Linked DNA regions of Triticum aestivum: region 2 is linked to region 1. The links are chromatin contacts, called in public Hi-C maps. All regions are on one chromosome and are shown on one strand. Each heading gives the region's core, a stretch centred on a gene start, on an enhancer-like site or on the middle of the called end of the contact. The rest is flanking DNA. Distances are from core to core; before and after follow the strand shown.

Evidence for each region. Hi-C and Micro-C count contacts between places; a contact is called where the count stands out from the background.
Region 2: a Hi-C map of leaf shows a contact between it and region 1, with 6 times the contacts expected there. The contact joins the promoter of LOC123166828 here to the promoter of LOC123164033 in region 1. A contact is called at or near these places in 2 of 5 Hi-C or Micro-C datasets (both in leaf) and 1 of 1 datasets of contacts at active chromatin or transcription factors (leaf).

Annotation. Positions count from the first base shown.
Region 1 is chr7D:206,435,883-206,440,364 of IWGSC CS RefSeq v2.1, reverse strand. It overlaps LOC123164033 (probable amino-acid acetyltransferase NAGS2, chloroplastic), which reads left to right and starts at 3,205. Exons shown (of 10, transcript XM_044581456.1): 1 at 3,205-3,885. The coding sequence starts at 3,220.
Region 2 is chr7D:206,702,387-206,707,047 of IWGSC CS RefSeq v2.1, reverse strand. It overlaps LOC123166828 (F-box protein At-B), which reads right to left and starts at 1,477. Exons shown (of 4, transcript XM_044584633.1): 1 at 1,197-1,477; 2 at 904-1,109. The coding sequence starts at 1,415.

The DNA.
Region 1 (4,482 bases), core at 1,956-4,455:
CAGGAGTGCTTAGGACGATTGGCCCATGACCCCTTCACCCTTAGGATGTGGACCGCCGTGCTGACCTCTCTAGAGAGCCTAGATAGGACTACAACGTGTCGATTATCCGAGGCCGGACATTACCCAGAAAAGTGTGTCTGGTCAGAGGTAATTGAACGTATCGGGTAATGTGGTGCACCCCTGTAGGTAAGTAATCTATTTGAATAGCCGTGTCCACGGTAACATGACGCTTGAAGTTGTATCCTGATCTACTACAACTAGAACTAGATACTATTTTCGAACTTAAATGATGTTCTGCTCCAGGGTCGCTTTCTCACAGGATAGTCGAGGAAGGATCTCAGAGCATTGTTGATGTAAACATGTTACTAAATATTATATATATGCTCCTCTCTTCTACCGTTGCAAGATGGTGGCTGCGAGAAGATGTAGCCTTCAATAGGACGAGCTTCTCCACCTTATTCTGGCATTTCTACAGTATACTCCAATGATATAGCCCCATTCCTTTGACATCGATGCATGCTTAGCTTAGATCTGATGCAAGTCTTGCGAGTACTTTGGATGAGTACTCATGGTTGCTTTGCTACCTCTTTTCTTCTTCCCGGATGTTGCGATCAGATGATGGAGGCCAGGAGCCAGAGGATCTCGAGCTTGGCTACTACGTGGAGATCTAGGACCAGAAGTAGTTTGGAGGTCCCAGGCAGGAGGCCTGCGCCTTTTCGATCTAGAGTCGTTGTTTGTTTTCGCCTTCTTAAGGCACCTTTGTATTTGTCTGTAATCACACCTAACTCTTGATGTAATATCAAGTCTTACGACCCTGGCTTGTAATATTTTGTTTCTTTGTTTAATTTGAGTCGTAGAGTTGTGTTGTAATATTCACGTGAGTCACCGTTCGTGATCGTGCATGATGTGTGTATGTTAGTGCACGATTATAAATGGGGGCGTTACAACAATAACTAATACAATAAGGGTCTTTAGATCAAGATCCAACTCATACAACAAAACCGAATAAACCTTAGACATGCAAGAATACAAAATGCCTTACGAAGGCTAAAACAAAAGCAACCCCCGTCCATATCTCTGCTCAGACTGTTGTCCGTGGGATAACCAGTTAATGTTGTCCATCACCACCTATAAGTGTTTGATAAAGCAAGGTGAGTACATGGTGTAAGTGTTGTTACATTGAATGACCGACACAAACTAAGCAATAGGTTTAAAGGGGATAAGTGGTGGAGCGTCTGCAAGCACCTATGCGTCACGATACAACAACGACTATTATAGACAAGTATAGAGAGTGTATGCAGACCATCTACACAAAACATGTGCAACACAACCTCACTGGTTGTGCCCACGTTGAGCTGCTAGCCGTCCTTGAAAAATCACATAGCCTTGCACTCCCCTCCGTACCACCCGGGAAGAAGAATCCCCAAGGTTTTTGTTTGGCAAGTTTTATTATTAAAAGTTGAAGTTGCACAAGCTCTATTACTAATAATATTAATAGTTGAAGTTGTTCTATGATCAAATCGGCCAATTCAAGTCGTCCATAACCACAGACACGACTTTTCGAATAGGTTTAACACTGCAGGGGTGCACCAATATGCCCATTACAAGCTCCACACTCACGCTCATCAAACCCAACTGTTGACCCATTATATGCATGAACCGGAAGATCTGAAATGACACGACGCATCCCTAGCTACATCCAATACCAGAAAACCACCAAATGGATCGACACCCGAATTGAAGTTCGGCCGTAGCTTTGAGTCGGACCCAAACTTCTATGCCATGTTCTGAGGTGGCCGATACTCGAGTCCTGGGTCAACCCCTCATAGCTCCATGGGTTTGGACAACCGTATTTGACTAAAAATATATAAAGGATATGCTACACAAAGTATATTGTTGGATTTGTATTTGAAAAAGATTTTCTATGATACTAATAGCCTTGCACGTGCACGCACGTCTCTACAAGAAAAATGTTTGTTGATTGGTACTTTTTTAGTTTTTACATACACAATCCTTTACAAGAAATATGAAGAAGCCTTCATGCTGAAAAAGAGAACAATCCTTTACAATAAACATGAAGGTCTCTAACCTACCAGCATCAGAATATCGTCCAAACCAACATCTCAACTTCTCAATGATGGAAATAGAAGAGAAACATGGACAAATGCAAGCATGAAGAAACTGGACTACATAACAAAGACCTCCAAATCAGTAGATTTACTATACTAACTCCAAATTAGCAACATTGTATGAGTTGAAAAGTAAAAGGGACAACAGCAATAACTCAGAAATTAGTTCCCTATCGTACCTATAAAGAGATGGCTAAAAATGATATAATTTTTGTGACATTTATATTTATTAGTTAAATTCGTTGTCAAACTTTGACTCAAAATAAAAGGGGCTTAATAAATCCAGGCGGAGGGCATACTCGCTTGTGGCTCCGGAAAAATTATGCAGTTTCGACCCAGTTATTAACCCTACAGCTAAACCCGGGCCGGGCCGGGTCGGGCTTGACATTCGGGCCGGGCTCGGGCTTTGTTTTGCAGCCCGAAAGATACTTCGGGCCGGGCTCGGGCTTCAATTTTTCTGTATTTCGGACCGGGCTTGCACGTGCGCGTACTAAAAAACAACGTTCGAGCCGGGCTTTCGGGCTTCGGGCTTGATTTCGGGACGGGCTCAGGCTTAAAAACAGGGAGTATTTCAGGCTTCGGGCCGGGCTTGGGCTTGAGAAATGAAGGTCGGGCTTTTACAAGCCCGGCCCGGCCCGACGTTCGCCCGGTTTTAACTACAGCTGATGCGTGCGTGGATAGACACGAGGGTCGGATCATACAAAACTTCTAAACGGAGGGTCACATGGTCCTAAAATAAGATGAAAATAGTGATTTTGGCCCGGCATTCAGCTACAATGACCGAACGAGGGCTAGGGAGAAAAGCCGTGCAGTGCACAAACGTTTTTTCGAGGGCACGCCAAAGGTGATTGATTTTTTCGAGTGCACGTTTTTTCGAGAAAAGCCGGGCCGTGCAGTGCACAAACGTCAAAGAAGGCAATTTGTCACGGTGACATGACCTGACCGACCGCAAGCGTCGAGAAACTCGTATAATCGTATTCGTGGCCGCAGGATAATATAGTGAGTGAGTGCTTCTTCGGATTGGCCCTTGCACGCGCGCAGAAGCCGCGCGTCTCTCACCTACCGCGCGCATGGGCATTGGCATTGGCTGATGCCGCCCCCGAGCCGAGACCAACCTCCACCAGACGCGAACGCCGCCGGCGCGGACCGTCGGATCACAGTCACCACCACGGAAGCAAACAAGAAGCCCAAAGCGTCGGTCAACACGACCCCGCGTATATATCCCACTCCCCCACTTCTTCTGAGCAAAACCCAAACCCAGACCCAAACCCCGTCTCCGCGCGCCACATCGCTCGCCGATCGCCGCTTCCAACTCTCTCTCTCTACATTTCGTCTCGCCGCGTACGGCCTGAGCGCCACGCCAAGCCAGCCCGCCGCACTCATGTACCAGCCCCCGCTGAATCTCGCCTGCACCCCCCCGATGGCGGCGGCGTCCCTCGCCCGCGCGGCCGCGCGCTTCGCCGGCGAGCCCTCCCGGGCGCCGGCGGGGTCGACGCGGCCGCGGCCCTGGAGGGTCGGGACGCGCGCCCCTGAGTCGCGGCGCCGGCGTGCAACGGGCGTGCGGTGCTGCGGTGGAGCGGGGTTATTCGGCGATGGGGCTCTAGGTCGTGGGGAGGCGGAGGCGGACGAAGGGGGCAGGTTCGTCGGGTGGTTCCGGGAGGCCTGGCCGTACATCCGGGGCCACCGGGGGAGCACCTTCGTCGTCGTCATCTCCGGGGAGGTCGTCGCCGGGCCCCACCTCGACGGCATTCTGCAGGTACCCGTCGCTCTCCCCCCGCGAATGGTCCCCCGTCCGCTTTCGCGGAAATGGATGATTCGCATTTCGGTGCTGTGGGCTGACAGCGATTCTGCACGCCTCTTCACTGTTTTGATTGCTTAGTTTTTGGTTTCACCTCAAATGCCATTTTGATGGGATCGTTCAACAAGAGAGGGATTTTTGCAGATTTGTTCCGAATTCAGCATGCACATGCCGAGTTAGGAATTCTTAAAGAGGTTGGACCGTGGATCGCATAATCTTGCTGGACATATTTCAAGAGAGTGAACTTGAGGCCATCTCCGCGGCCTCGATTTCGCTGTGTCATTGTTCGAGCTGGACAGCACAGTTGCTTTCTTATAATAATTCTGCTGCAAAGAAGAGAGCAACGTCGAGAGAGAAACCGACGGCTGGTTGCGATATGAGTGGTTAAGCTAGTTTCATCTAAGTTCAAACCAGCTCTGCCTCCTTCACTGATTTGTTGGAGAAGATAATAAATAAATTAACTGCTGCACGTGTATTTCGTGTTACTTTCACTGCGCCTAACAGTCATTGTCATCAAAACATTTCTGTTGAATATTGTCGTTAACAATATCTTGG
Region 2 (4,661 bases), core at 228-2,727, 270 kb before region 1:
GTAGATATAAGTAGGCCGATATATCAGTTTTGGGACTCTATCGATATAAACATAATATATCATTTTGTAAATATCATTTTAACACATATCATCCGATATGGACCGAAATATCGACCGATATGGACCGAAATATCGACCAATATGGCTGATATCTGGCCCGATATGCCCACTGATATAGACCGGTACGTCGATGAACACAATTATTTATCAGAAAGCGGTGAAAAATATATTATATATAAAGTCGTGCATAATGTTTTGTAGAAACACATCTATAACATATTGTTTTTAATCTTAGAGTGAGGATTTTGTGAATCTGACTTAAATAGTTTCTTAATTAACACGTTCATAAACTAGAAACCTAAATTTATTATGCTAGATCATTGACACCATACCTTTTGTTTTCACTAAAAATATATTTTTGAATAACAATATTGAAAAAAAAACAGATATATTTTCTCCAATATATCAACATATCGTCCGATATATCATCCTATATCCAACATCCAATATGTTCAAGCCAAACCGATACAAAACCAATATACGATATGTTGAACCTTGATTGACACCGGGTTTTGTTGACGAGGTTCAGCCAAAACCTAAATCCCCTGGGATCTCTTCTGTTATGTGGGCACTCTTCCCCTGATACTATTTGATATCCCAACAAAGTCGACACCCACGAGAGACTCTGGTCAGACCACCTGAAATGGCAAGTCAGACCACTCCCTCCACGCCGAGTCCACCACGATTCTCTCAGTTACGCACAGCACTGTCCCTTGTATTTATTGAGGTCCTAACTACTACTCAAACATGATTTCTTAACCCTATATCAGCTAATACCACCACAAGTCCTACTGTAGTCTAGCCCGTAGCATAAACAAACAAGCAATTGCTGAAGAATCATACCTCAAATTGGTGCACCTCTCACCAATCACCACAAAGAGGTACGGAGAGAACGACGAGCACTTGAGCAGCGAGAGCTCGCGGAGGCTCTCCTTCGCAATAGCAGCGACCGCGGAGTCGTTGAGTAGGCTGCAATTGACGGTGAGGCTGCGGAGCCTGCCATTACCGGCAAGAATCCTATTCGCGATAGCATTCGTCGGCGTAAACGCCTGCAACAGCAACCAAACCCCAGATTAAAGGGAGACCTCTCTGGCGGGAGGCGGGGAGCGCGAGAGAGGGGGAGCGACGAGGCTCACCGAGAGGTCTAGGGATGCGACGGAGGATAAGGCGGCACCGGCGGCGCCTCGGAGGGCGCGGCAGGATGCGGCGGCGGAGCAGGCGGCCTCTAGCCCCACCCGGCCAACGACCTCCACCAGGAGCGCTTCGGGGAGGATGTCGACCAGGCCTCCTCCGACGCTGCCGGAGGCCTCGCCGCCGCCCTGGTCGTCGCCGGCGGCGCGGGGCTTCTTCTCCATAGCTCCTTGCTTTCAGACCTAGAGTCAGATGCGCGGAGACTGTCCCTGGATGGCTGGATGTACCACCACGGCTCGCGGGCCCTCTGTGTGGCTATGACATGTGGGCCCTCTGCCGTCGTTCTATTTGGTTTTAATCTGCTATACTGTTCTAAATGAGGAAATAAACCAATAAACCGGACCTGCTGTTCTTTCTTGGAATAAAAAGGTTAGCGCTAGGTATCTGAAAATTTCAAAACATTCTATGTGTGGCAGCTGCTCAATACTTTGCAAAATGTCCGATTTAACAATGTCTCATCTAAGTCATGGTTCGTTCGATATATTGTTGTAGTCTTCGTGTAAACTTTACCTCGCTTCGTTTCGTCCCGCGGTCCCGTTTCCCGTTGGAGTCCGGTTGCCGGCCCGTTCGAGTCGGGCGTGCTTTTTGTTAGGCCAATTTTTTGTTCAACCATTGTTTTGTTGTGTTGATGGCCGTTTTCATGGACTTTTTTGTGGTTTAGTGTTGGCCTGCCTTCTGTAGAAACGAAGGGGACATGGTGCTTTGTTCGCTGCCTCTTTTATCACTTACATTCCTCGGCCACCTCTCTCTGTTCCTCCTCTCCCCATTCCCCTTTTGTCTTCTTTTAGGGCCGCCGCGAGTAGGAAGGAGTCAAGGTGAGCATGAAGGAGTCGACCGAGGATTGTTCACTCCCGCGAGGTGAAGAGATGGCTGGGAATGGCGATAAAGTGAGTTTTTTGTCCTCCCCCCCCTCCGCACCCCTATTTTTTTAGGTTTTCCTGATTTGAGGTATAACCTAGATTTCAAGTAGATTAGCTCCCTCTGCGCTATGCCCGTCCTGCTTTTATTAGGCTTTTTTAGATCCTCTATCTCCTTGATTGTATTTCGTTAGATCAGACCCATCGACCGGCTGGATTGGTTTGTGTTCTTGGGAGGGGTGCGGGATAGGGGTGGCATAGTGTTTATTGGAAAATCACGAGGTCTCAAACAGATGCATGGTTAGACCCATTTGGAAACCCGTTATTGAAGGCTTTTATTCTAAATCATTGGAAACGCCCTCTATCCCTTCTTATCCATGGAGCAGTGTATTCTTAAGTTGATTCTTTAAGTTTTCTTAAGTTGGAGTTAGTAGAATATACAAGAACATGTATGTCATGTTGTCGTGTGTCTTTAGTAGACTTGATTTAAAGGGTGTAGGTCAATTCTCCCCTCTGTGAGTTTCTTAGGTGTAGGTAGTGTGATCCCCGGTTTGTGTTTTTCTAGTTGTAGGTTTTTTTTCTGTTGTAGTTTGTAACGCGGTGTGTTTTGTAGGCCGCATTGCTTTGATTTTTACCTACTTCTCCTGTTTTTAGTAACCTACTGGGGTTGAAAGTTATTTTTCTACAACTCATCTTACATTTATTTTTGTGGGACAAAGGATTATATGCATTTTTTTGCAGAAGTATGGCTAAGAACTGCATCACATATTTGGCTAAGAACTGCATCACATTTGCCTTACTGACCTGCCAAACTGTGTGTTCCTTGCTGCATCATTTCATATGACAAACATGGGATTGATACCTATTTGTTAACCTATATATTGAATTTGTTCACTTTTTTTGTTCATGCGCTCCATGATAGTATGAGAAAGTGACTCGTCATAATTTTTTATACCCATCTCTGATAAATTTTTGTTCATGTCATCTATGATAGTTAGGTGTAGGTAGTGTATTCTCCCTTCCCATTTTAGTATATTCTACTAGCAGTAGTCTTTTTTTCCACCTATGTTGCGCTACAAAAGCTAACTGCCGCATCGGTTAATTCCAAAAAAAATACCTTGCACGTCATATAATGTTTTTGTTTGTGACAATTTTTTCTCCCAGAGCTGCTTTCTACATCATGTATTGGCCCTTTAATTTTCATTGTATCATTGTTAATTGTTAATTGTAGATTTACAATTTTCTGTTTTTCATATATAAAGACGACTTGTTGTTCAGGTCTTCAATTTTCTTCTCTTGCATGATTTTTGTTAACTGTAACCGTATTGACCCTTGTGTTGTTTTTTGTCATAAAAAGTTATGCCCATGCTATGCCTATATAGTTTTCGTGTTGTTGCACTAGTGCTTTACTATCCAAAATATCGCATTTTGTAAGTGCATCTAGTGTCCCTTAGTGATTTTGGTGTATTGAAGACTTATAGGTTAAGGGTCTAATGTGTTTATGAGTGTACACAGGTCTATAAGTCTATGAGGAGTTTGATATTTACAGAGAAAGTCGACCCCTAAAAATGAAGTTCTTCGACTGAAGACTTTGGACTTCTGAAGACTTTCTGAAGACTTTGAAAGTGAAGAAATTGGTGTGACCTTGAAGACTTGGTATTCATTCGAGGAACATGAAGCGTGAAGACTTTTGTTTTCGTAGTTTCATTTTCTCTTTCTTGAGTCATAGGAAACACCGTACTGTTAAAGGGGGTCGAGGAAATACTAAGGACAAATTTCCATGTGATGCTCAACTCAAAATCCTACACCTACCAATCCCTTCGAGTGAAGCCATTGGAAATCTCATACAGTTCAGTCATATTCTTCAGTGACAGAGACGAAGTTCTTCTGGTCTCTGAGGAATTTGTTCTGACTGAGGAGTTAGGAATTCGCCAGTGCGGATTGCCTACACTGTGAGGAACATGATAGCCCTGAGGAATTTGATACTCAAATTTTCGACCGTTGCTGTGCTATGCGCCAGCTGTCCCAAAATATCTACCCACCTAACGGTCATATCATTGAAGGGCATTTATGTCTTATCATGTCGGGCTGTTCCCTAGGCTATAAATAGCCGCCCCCTACAACCACTAGCTGGTTGGCTGCTCTGAGAGAAACTGACACTTGTCATTTGAGAGCATCACATCCTCCGAGGACTTTAAGCGAAAATCATCAAGTGAGGAAAACCCAAACCCAAACACCTACAAACCCAAAGTGATTGAGCATCACCGAAGAGATTGATCCTGCGTGGATCCGACGCTTGTTACCTTTGAAGACTGTGCTTCTTCCAGACGGTTAGGCGTCATGGTCTAGAGCATCCAAGAGGAATTGTGGATCACCGAGTGACCGAGTTTGTGAAGGTTCATAAGTCACCTGAAGACTTACCACGAGTGATTGGGCGAGGTCTGTGTGACCTTAGCTCAAGGAGAATACGGTGAGGACTGTGTGTCCGGGACTGTGTGTCCTTCAGGTTTAAATACCTAGCCGCTCCAACCAGATGTACAACTGAGACAGCAG